Regions from separate parts of the Hordeum vulgare genome. Here region 1 is linked to region 2. A link is a contact called in public Hi-C data. All regions are on one chromosome and are shown on one strand. The core of a region is the stretch at or near the end of the contact, and the rest is flanking DNA. Distances in the headings are between cores, read along the strand shown.

Region 1 (4,570 bases), core at 1,075-3,574, 210 kb after region 2:
CTGAAAACAAATGCTGGTGGGCTTGTATGGTTGTTCAACCAGGACATCCATTCGAAAAGAAATGATATACTCAATCTGTTAGATGCGTCGTACGTGCATGTTGCTTCAAAGCGTATGCTACGTATGAGAATGGCCTTTCTTCTTGAGATGGGAGAATGACCTTCCACCTACACTACCAACAACTACTGACGGTTCCCCCTTGTGACGTGATACACTTGTTGGGTACCAGAATGTCGAACCCGCTCAGCGTCCACTCCGCCTCCGCATTCTTGCTGACATATATCTCGGTGCCGACGTCAAGCGACGACCACTGCCTCTTCGCCGGCGGCGTGCCCGGATCCTGCAAACATACACGGAGAGCCATCGTTGATCTACATAGCCGCATCCCAGATCGTGGACGAGAAACAGTCACATGATGAAGAGGATAGACAACGGTACCTGGTAGAAATACAGCGCGTGCGACAATGCGCCAACGTCGAGCTCCCATGCCCTGGGGTCACCGATCCAGCCCTGTCCTTTGGCCGTGGGGTAGCCGAACTCGCCCCACACCGGGTGCGGCACGATCTGCAGGATCTCCTGCGGCTGCGGGTTGCTGTAGGGGTCGCAGTAGGTCGTCGGCTGCTCGGCGTGCCGCGCGTTCCCCGGCGAGCAGTAGACATGGTAGGCGGCGTAGGGGAACCGCGCGGCGTCGTCGCGGTGCACGCGCGTGCCGTTGCGGAACGTGTGCCACGGCGGGCACTGGTCCCTGCGCCCCGGCTGGCACCACGTCGGCGTCTCCGGGTTGATGATCATCTCGCTGTACCGGGTCACGTCCGTGGCCGTGTCGCCGTCGCACGGTGCGCCGTCGTTCTTCCAGCAGCTGCCCATGTCCATCAGGTAGAACTGGCTGTTGGGCCCCCCGCCCTGCTTCACCTCCAGCGTCAGCCTCACCTTGAAATCTGGTGACTCCGGCACCTGACAAGGCGAGAGAGAGACAAATTTTTCAGGTTACACAAGCCAGATATAGCAACGTCATCAGGTAAAATCTGGTAACAGTAAAAACGAATAACGGCTTACTATCTTTGTCATGCCTCTGGTGTCGTAGTGGTAGCCGCCGGAGAAGCCCCTGGTGGCGTCGGACCGCAGGTACAGCATCAGCCAGGGGTACTTTGCCGACGTGCGCAGCTTGTGGTGGAAAACCCAGCCGGCGCCGGCCGCCGGATCGACCTGCTTTTCCCACACCACCGAGTAGTAGGACACGTCGTTGCGACCAAGATCCGTGGCGTCCAGCTCGTACGTGCCGAACAGCCCGCCTCGGAGCCACCGGCCGGCATCGTCCAGCGCGGTGCGGTTGTGGAACACCAGCGGCTGGTTCATGCACCCCGTGCCGCCGGGGCAGGGGAACCGGGAGGTCTGCGGGAACGGGCGCGCCGGGCGGCCGTTGTCGGGGCAGATGGCCGCGGTCGTGTCCAGGTTGCCGTTCTTGAGCATCACCATCCAGAACTGCCACGGCACCGGGCTGTCGGGCACCTGGCACCGGTCCCCGAGGTAGAGCTCCTTCGCCGCCGCGTAGCGGTCGGTGTCGATGACGGTGGAGTTGGACGACGTGCCGGGGAACGGGTCGCCGGCGCGGAGGGCGTTGTCGGCGTCGGTCACGCGGTGCACCACCTTGTACACGGGCTGGCCCTGCTCGTCGTCGGTGGCCGCTGCATCACAATCGACTCTTTTTAACAGAGAATAGAGATCGGCATCGTTTCCGTCCAGATCTGCGTAGCAACGGAATGTCTCGACGGAATTGCAATTCTGATTCAGAGCAAGCCAAGGGAATGCGAGCTCCTACCGATGTCGAAGCAGTCGGCGCCGCGCGGGCTGCCCATGCCGGGGGCCTCCTGGCCGACCTCGTTGCAGAAGTTCCAGGCCTCCCAGGCCACGCGGAGGCCGTCGCGCTGCATGCCAGGGTCACCGACCGCCGACACGTAGCCACGGCCATGCGTCCGGATGGCCACGGCGGCAGAGCAGGACGAGAGGAAGAGGACGACGAGCAGGGACTTGGCCAGCCGCGCAGCCATTGGGGAAACGGGTCGACGGACAGCTCTGCAGATGCAGAGGGTAAAGATCAATCGACGCGATGATGGCCACGGTTGGTGGGGCGGTGGGCTGATCAGCACTAGACCAGTGTACGTTAAGACAAAAGGGCTCTGTGTGTGTATGTGTCAAAAAAGCAGAGCGCAGTGGAGAAGATGCTTTGTCGACGAGAAGTGCCGGTGTGCTATGCTACGGGAGGCAGCTGCTTGGTCGATCCATTTTGACACTTTTTTTTTCCTCCGCCGCCTGCAGTTGAGAGATGCGCCGCCTTGGGAATGTCACGGGCACTTCGGTTTAGCTATATATATACATGCTTGTCCGTTTCTTTAGGCTTGACTTGGTGTGGATGAGTTGCTGGTATGCTTTGTGCATTCACCGGATAACTGTTGAACACCTACATGCGATCCAGATATTGCTTTGAGATGAAATAGTCTTCATCGCTCGTTGTGAGGAACTCTATTGGCGGCAGATGGGTTGTCAAAATAGCGGGGAAAATAAAATGATCTTTTGCTAGAGTAAAACTAACACATTAGTCTTCGAATAATAAATCTTAAAAAAATATACGAAGTCAGCGAAGGTGTTGGTTAATTTGCATGTGTGTGTGGAGGAGAGGAGAAGGAACCAACCTCCATTTAATATTATTTATTAATACTACATCCGTCACAGTTTAAAAAACATGATTAAATTTACGTGCATTTTTATAATAGACAAGGTTTATGACGCATTGAATTTACTCCTAGCAGCCAATTAGTACTACGTTGTACTACTTCTACTCACTTCACCTCAGTTTATAAGTCCGGCACGTATACCTAGGTCGTCAATTTGACCAACTTTATGATAAGCATATATTACAAAAATATATCATTAAAAACTTTAGATGTTCTATTTTCTAATGATATAATTTTTATATTGAACAATAGATTTTATATAAGTCAAATTAACGACCTAGGTACACGTGCGTGCCTTTTAAACTCTGCCGCGGTAGTATCAGTCAATCAATAACCACATATGTTCCACAGAATTACCAAGCACGCCTTCTAAACCGCGACGAAGGAAGTAGTAGATATCATTATCACTTTAAACTGCCTACTGATCAATAATAATTGCAAATATATGCAAATCTATTGAATTAAAGTTTTGTTATACAAGATATTGCATTGCAACAAGAGTATAAATATTCTAGTACAATAGTATGTATCCACCCATATTAATGTGATTGTGTAGATAAATATTATGAAATCATGCCCGTGATTTAGCTACCTAAATAAACTTTAGGATTTTATTTGTTCAACATGTACTTGATAAGAAGTTATTGGATTACCAAAGAAAATATATTTTTATTTCATATGATTATGTCTGTATTTCCTTTTGATTACGACTGTATATCTCTCCTACTTATATCTCTTACCTAAAAAGAACGTAAGGTTCCTCGTCCGCCCTGTCCTTCCACCAACATTGCGAACGTTCACCCCACCTTATGTGCTTTTTAAAGAGAATCCTTTCATCTTTGGATTTTTGTACATGTGTTTTTTAAATCAACTTAATCTGGTCTTTTATTAGGCAACTCCAAAAGTAAAGACGACAAGTATAAGAAGATCCGCTAGTACCGCTTGAAATCAACATTCGTGATGGTGTCCTAGACTAGGGGTTATACACCATGTTGTCTCCCGTCCAGTAGGGCCGGGCTGAGGATCCCATGCCGATTAATTACCGGGCCTCTTCGGATAACCCATGACGTATACAAGAACGATTCCACAAGACTTGGTGCATAGGATGAGCACTCATGTTATTCTAGGTCTCTCGTGCATTGTATAAACTAAGGTTAGACTAGTTAATAGATCATCTCACATAGGTTAAGTTAGATTCACACATACAATCTCGACATAGATCATCTTGTACTTTGTACTCCAACACAATCAATACAAGAAAAGAAGCTCATAGGATTTTACCTCTTCAAGAGAGTCCAAAGCTCGGTAAACATCATGCCTCGTTTGTCATTTTATCATTAAACTAAGATTTGCACCTCGGTACCCATACCCAAGATCCGTTAGATTTAGCTCCATCATTGGTCACCCATACAGGTTCTTTTAGTAATTGTCGTGGTTCAATGGGAATTTGGATCGGCTTCGATGCGATCTACACCCGAAACGGATCTTCATCACCACCTTGACTAGTCACCTTGGCTAGGTCGACGAATACACCCACATCATATTTGTAGAAATTGATGGGCGTCTTCATCAACCTCAACTTTGATCTCGAGCGAGATCATAAAAAAAACGTCCATGGAGCTTGGGGCTCAAAGTCAACATTGCACTCGCATCGCGTGGAGAGTTTTTTGACAGTCGATCCGTTTCGGTCGTCGTCGCCTACTCGAGCATCGCCAATTGCTTTAGTGAAATTGTGCGGAATTGAGCCTACGACAATCGTGTAAAATTTCATCGCATTATGATGAAGGAATCTTTAGCAATCTTCAATATGCTGAAGCCATGTTGAATCTGGACGGGTT
Region 2 (4,703 bases), core at 1,482-3,981:
AGTCACTTGCAAAACAAAACAAAAAATTAAGATAGATGTAAGAGTTGTGTCCATCATTTTGTAAAATATAAATTTTAGCGCCAGCTCAATATTTACAAGAAAATGGGTTAGTGGGAAGAATAAATTTGGCCCCCTTTTCCAAACTTTATTTTTCACAGGTTATCAATTTATTTCAAGTTCTCAATTGTTGAATCTCAAAAATTTGCACAGGAGAACTCGCAGGCATCCTTACCTCAACAGGAGTTGCTAGAACTAAAATGTACTGAATTGCTTCAACAAAAATCCCAGGCTTTGCTGTAGCAAGTCCAACAGCACAAATTGCTTGCTCATCAGCATGATACTCTTGACACTGACCATCCCTGGTGAATAGAGAAAATACATAAGCCATGTATTACATGGTTAACCGCAAACATGGCCTATCACCGCGGCGCGGGGGGGGGGGGGGGGGGGGGGGCTACTAAGAATTTTAATGAGCCTAATATCATTTGTGCTAACCAATAAATTTAATTTAACTATATAAAGGTGAAGATACTTTTGCTGACTACCTGATCTTTGCCATCTATGCGGTTACACATACATACACAGGAAGATAATTTTCAACACCTACTAACAGTCATGTTGCCTAAATGTGACGTACAATAAAAGAAGGTACAACTTCGTAGACAACAATAGATGCTTGGCTTAATAGAGGTGGCTGGTTACAGAGCCCCCCACCCAATAATACATTAAGATCAATGGTCAAAAAAGTATGGTTGCATAGTTAGACAAGCAACTCCAAAGTGTACAGAAAATAACACATCGTAGGCTCATCACACAGTTAACTCAGTTTAATATGCAGACCGATAAGAACTGTTCAAGATTAAGGCATTCTCTAGGACTTTTTTTTACAGAGTAACTGTGCTGCACCTGGCAAACTATTCATAACAATGGCAAGAACTTTGAGATTCAAAGTAACAAGAGTCACATCATAAGGTACAGCTAGCTGCTAGCATTTTTTAGCTTAAGGTGTGTGTCAGCAAAAGGGAAATGAACAAGCAAAGATAATGAATTACCACTTATCAAAGCGCCAAACGTAAAATGAATTGTCAACGGTTGCCCAAGCCCGGTGTATTTCAGAAAATATTCCACAAAGTGCTGTTCCTTCACCAGCAGCTGCATTATATCTCTCAATCAGCATAGGAGGAAGCTGCCGAGTTTCTGCAACTTCCACCAGAGGAGGCCACTGCAGTATAACATAAAAGTATCTTACATAGTTATCAAATTCAAAAGAATAAAGGCGAAAAAATTAAGTTCAAAATGTGACATTTTCATAATAACTTTAGAATAACTTAGAACACAAACAGATGGTAGAAAAGACGAGGCCTTACAAAACCAATGTATTTACGTGATTGCAAATGTGCACTTTTCACACTCAAGGAGTAAGGAAAGATCTCTATCACTAATACTAACAATTATTATCCAGTATCATGAAAATTATTGATTAACAAGACTTAAGGATCTACTGCATTTGAGGCAAAAAAATCCTGGGTCCCCAAGCTTTCAGGTGAAACTCCTCATATGTTAGAACTGAACAGGGACATATCCACCACACCTTTTTATTCCCACAGGAACAAGCAAGAAAAAGATAGCCCCTAAATCCTTAATTTTGTTCCAGCTATAACTTGAATCCGTCGCCAGAAATGAAGGATGCTCATCACCTAAAAGAGTTAAAGTGGGTGGGCAAAGAAACATTTGAATAACCTCTAGTGTTAGAAGGTCTACTGTTAAATAGTATTGTATAATGGCAATGAGCTTGCATAGAGACATGATTAAGCTCTCCTATCCTTGAGCTCAGATGCACCCTTTGCGGTTTCCCTGATTGGTTGCCAAGCTTAAACACTTATATACCTAGGCCTGCTCATGAATGAATCTTAGTAAAGAAGGAAGCTCACTGCCTCACACAGTGATAAGCAACGTCGCAAACATTGTATTATTTTCCTGTTGTGTTCAACCCCAGATCACTAAGTCAAAAAAAAAACTAGAACCCCCTGATTTAGTCTCCCATGTAAATTGTCAAACGTGCACAGCTACAATTTAAGCTTGTTTCCCGGAATTTTTACCTTAAATTCCACAGGATTCGCCGCAAAGTTTCCCATAGACAGCCAATTTTGTCAAAATGATACGGCACTGCGTTTATGGAAAAAAATCACCTCAATTTCCTACCAAGCTCCAAGTAAGCAGGTCCAATTTCAACTACACGGTGTTCACCTCAGCCTTCGACGGCTTCCAACCCAAAGTCCACCCAGCAGGGAGAACGGAAAGACTAAAAAAAATGTCCACGAATCCCCCAGTACTGTACTAGTTAACCCACGCGAAGCTCCGCCAGAAAAGGAAAACATACGCTGCTGCAGATCAACGACTCGGGCGCGCACAGACCCTAGAAGACAGTACGCGGGCGGTGGCGGGGGGGTTACCTCCTTGGGGTGCGAGGAGTAAGGGTGGGAGGCGTAGCGCGAGGCCTCGAGCGCCTCCTCCAGGTCGGGCTGCGCGGCGGCGTCGCGGCCGATCCGCTCCGAGACGTGCAGCCCCGCCGAGGCGACGTCGGGGCCGATGGCCTCGTCCTCCGCCCACGCCATCATCGGAGCGCCGCGCCTCTGCGGGAAGGAGGGGCGGGGGACGGCGGAAAACCCTAGAGCGCAAGTAGGGGGGGCGGGCAGTGGGGAACGGTGCGCGGCGGGGTTTGGTTTAGTTGGGGTTTTGAGGTTTTCGTGGGCGGGGTCTGGATTTTGCAGTGGCGCGTGAGGGGGATTTTCCCCTTCCCTTCCCCTTCCCCTTCCCTTCCCTTCCCGTGAAACTCACCGGTGGGCCCGGCCCCGGGCGCAGCTTTTTGCGGTAGGCGTGGTTGTGAACGAGCTCGGTCGGGGTCCGTTTTCCGTTTGTGCCATTCGAACTGAGCCTGGTTTTGAAGCCTCGGTTTGACGAACGGAGCTCCTCCCACTTTTTTGAAGAAAAAAATTAATTCTAAGAGCAACTCTAATGAGGCGACCCATTTCGTTCGTCATTTGTTTGGATCCGCGCAGAGAGAAAAGACGGTCCAACGTGTCGACCTAAACGGACGCGCGTCCGTTTTTCATGTGCGTGCTAATCCATTTTCGGTTCAATTTTGAACGTGATTTAGGTCGGTACGGACACAAAACGGACACGGACGACGCGCGCTTTCTTCATCCCCTGGCCCACGAGTCGGTGGCACATTGGTAGTTCTCCACCCCTACCGACAACGTCGACAGCTAGCCCTCGCCTCGCCCCCAACCCGTCACCACCGCCGCCCAGTTCCGGCGCCTCCTCCCGTATGTGCCCAACGCCTACCCACGCCATCGGGCCACCGCAGCTTCCCCGAACCCAATCCACCATTGCCGATCTGCTTCTTCGTCCACGCCCGCAAGTTGTTCGACAGTTTGTCTCAAGGTACAAATGGATTGTGCCGACGAGTTCTTTTTTCATAATGTTTTGTGCGACTCTGACGATTCCTTATCCGACAATGAGGAGATGATGCTTGCCGTGTTGGTCCACGACCACCTTAATAGGCAGCGGCGGTTGTTCCAGGGCTCGATTCCGGGGCATGTTCCCACGTTGAATCGCAATCGAGAGAGCGGTCATTTTATTCTATGGAAGGACTACTTTGACACAAGCAATCCGATGTTCAAACATCAGAAATTTCGGCGTCGTTTTCGTATGGCTAGGCATGTTTTCAACCAGATTCGAGAGGGGGTGGACGGATACGATGACTACTTCGAGTGCAAAGAGGATGCCATTGGAAAGATTGGCTTCTCATCTTATCACAAATGCACTGCAGCTATCCGGATGCTTGCTTATGGAATACCCAATGATCTTATCGATGAGTACGTCCGTATGAGTGAGTCTACGTGCCTAGAGTCGTTGTACGGATTCTGGAAGGTTGTGATTGCAGTATTTGGCCCTTGGTACTTGAGAGAGCCGACTGTTGGGGACACAACCCGCTTGTTGGCGACCAATGCTAGTCGGGGCTTCCGATGGATGCTTTGCAACATAGAGTGCATGCACTAGGGGTGGAAGAACTGTCCTTTTGCTTGGCAAGGCCAGTTCAAGGGCCATGTCAAGGCTTGCACTGTCATACTTGAGGTCGTGTCCTCTTAAGATCTCTCAATCTGACAGTCTTTCTTTGGCATGGCCGAATCACACAATGGTATCAACGTGCTTCAACGATCACCGGTGTTTGCAAGGCTTGCCGAAGGCAACAGCACGTCGGTCAATGTTAACATTAACGATCACAACTACAACAAAGTATACTATCTAGCTGACGGAATCTATCCACGGTGGACCAGTATTGTGAAGACAATCTCCAAACCTTTGGGAGAGAAGAGGGAAACATTTTCCCAAGAGCAAGAGAGTGCTAGGAAGGATGTCGAACGTGCCTTTGGTGTTGTGCAATCTTGATGGGCATAGTTCGATATCCTGCTATAACTTGGAGCACCAGGAAGTTGTGGAAAGTGATGATTGTTTGTGTGATCATGCACAGTATGATCGTAGAGGATGAGCGTCTGAAATGTCTCCACAATCAAGGGTTTGAGTTTCAGGGTGACAATGCAGTGCTTCAGCATGGCGGAGAAGCGGCATCGTTTGCACAGTTCACCTAGTTTCATCATCAAATGTGTGATTAGAAAACTCATATTCAGTTGCAAGATGAT

Evidence for each region. A called contact is a pair of places that touch in the nucleus more often than the background predicts.
Region 1: a Hi-C map of leaf shows a contact between it and region 2, with 5 times the contacts expected there. The contact joins the promoter of LOC123446767 here to the promoter of LOC123449272 in region 2. A contact is called at or near these places in 3 of 6 Hi-C or Micro-C datasets (leaf and seedling) and 1 of 1 datasets of contacts at active chromatin or transcription factors (embryo).

Annotation. Positions count from the first base shown.
Region 1 is chr4H:526,331,304-526,335,873 of MorexV3_pseudomolecules_assembly, forward strand. LOC123446767 reads right to left here and starts at 2,325. Exons shown (of 5, transcript XM_045123311.1): 1 at 2,161-2,325; 2 at 1,820-2,073; 3 at 1,057-1,685; 4 at 439-954; 5 at 31-340. The coding sequence starts at 2,048. The coding sequence ends at 173.
Region 2 is chr4H:526,119,683-526,124,385 of MorexV3_pseudomolecules_assembly, forward strand. LOC123449272 (nuclear pore complex protein NUP155) reads right to left here and starts at 2,732. Exons shown (of 13, transcript XM_045126422.1): 1 at 2,454-2,732; 2 at 1,053-1,222; 3 at 233-359. The coding sequence starts at 2,618.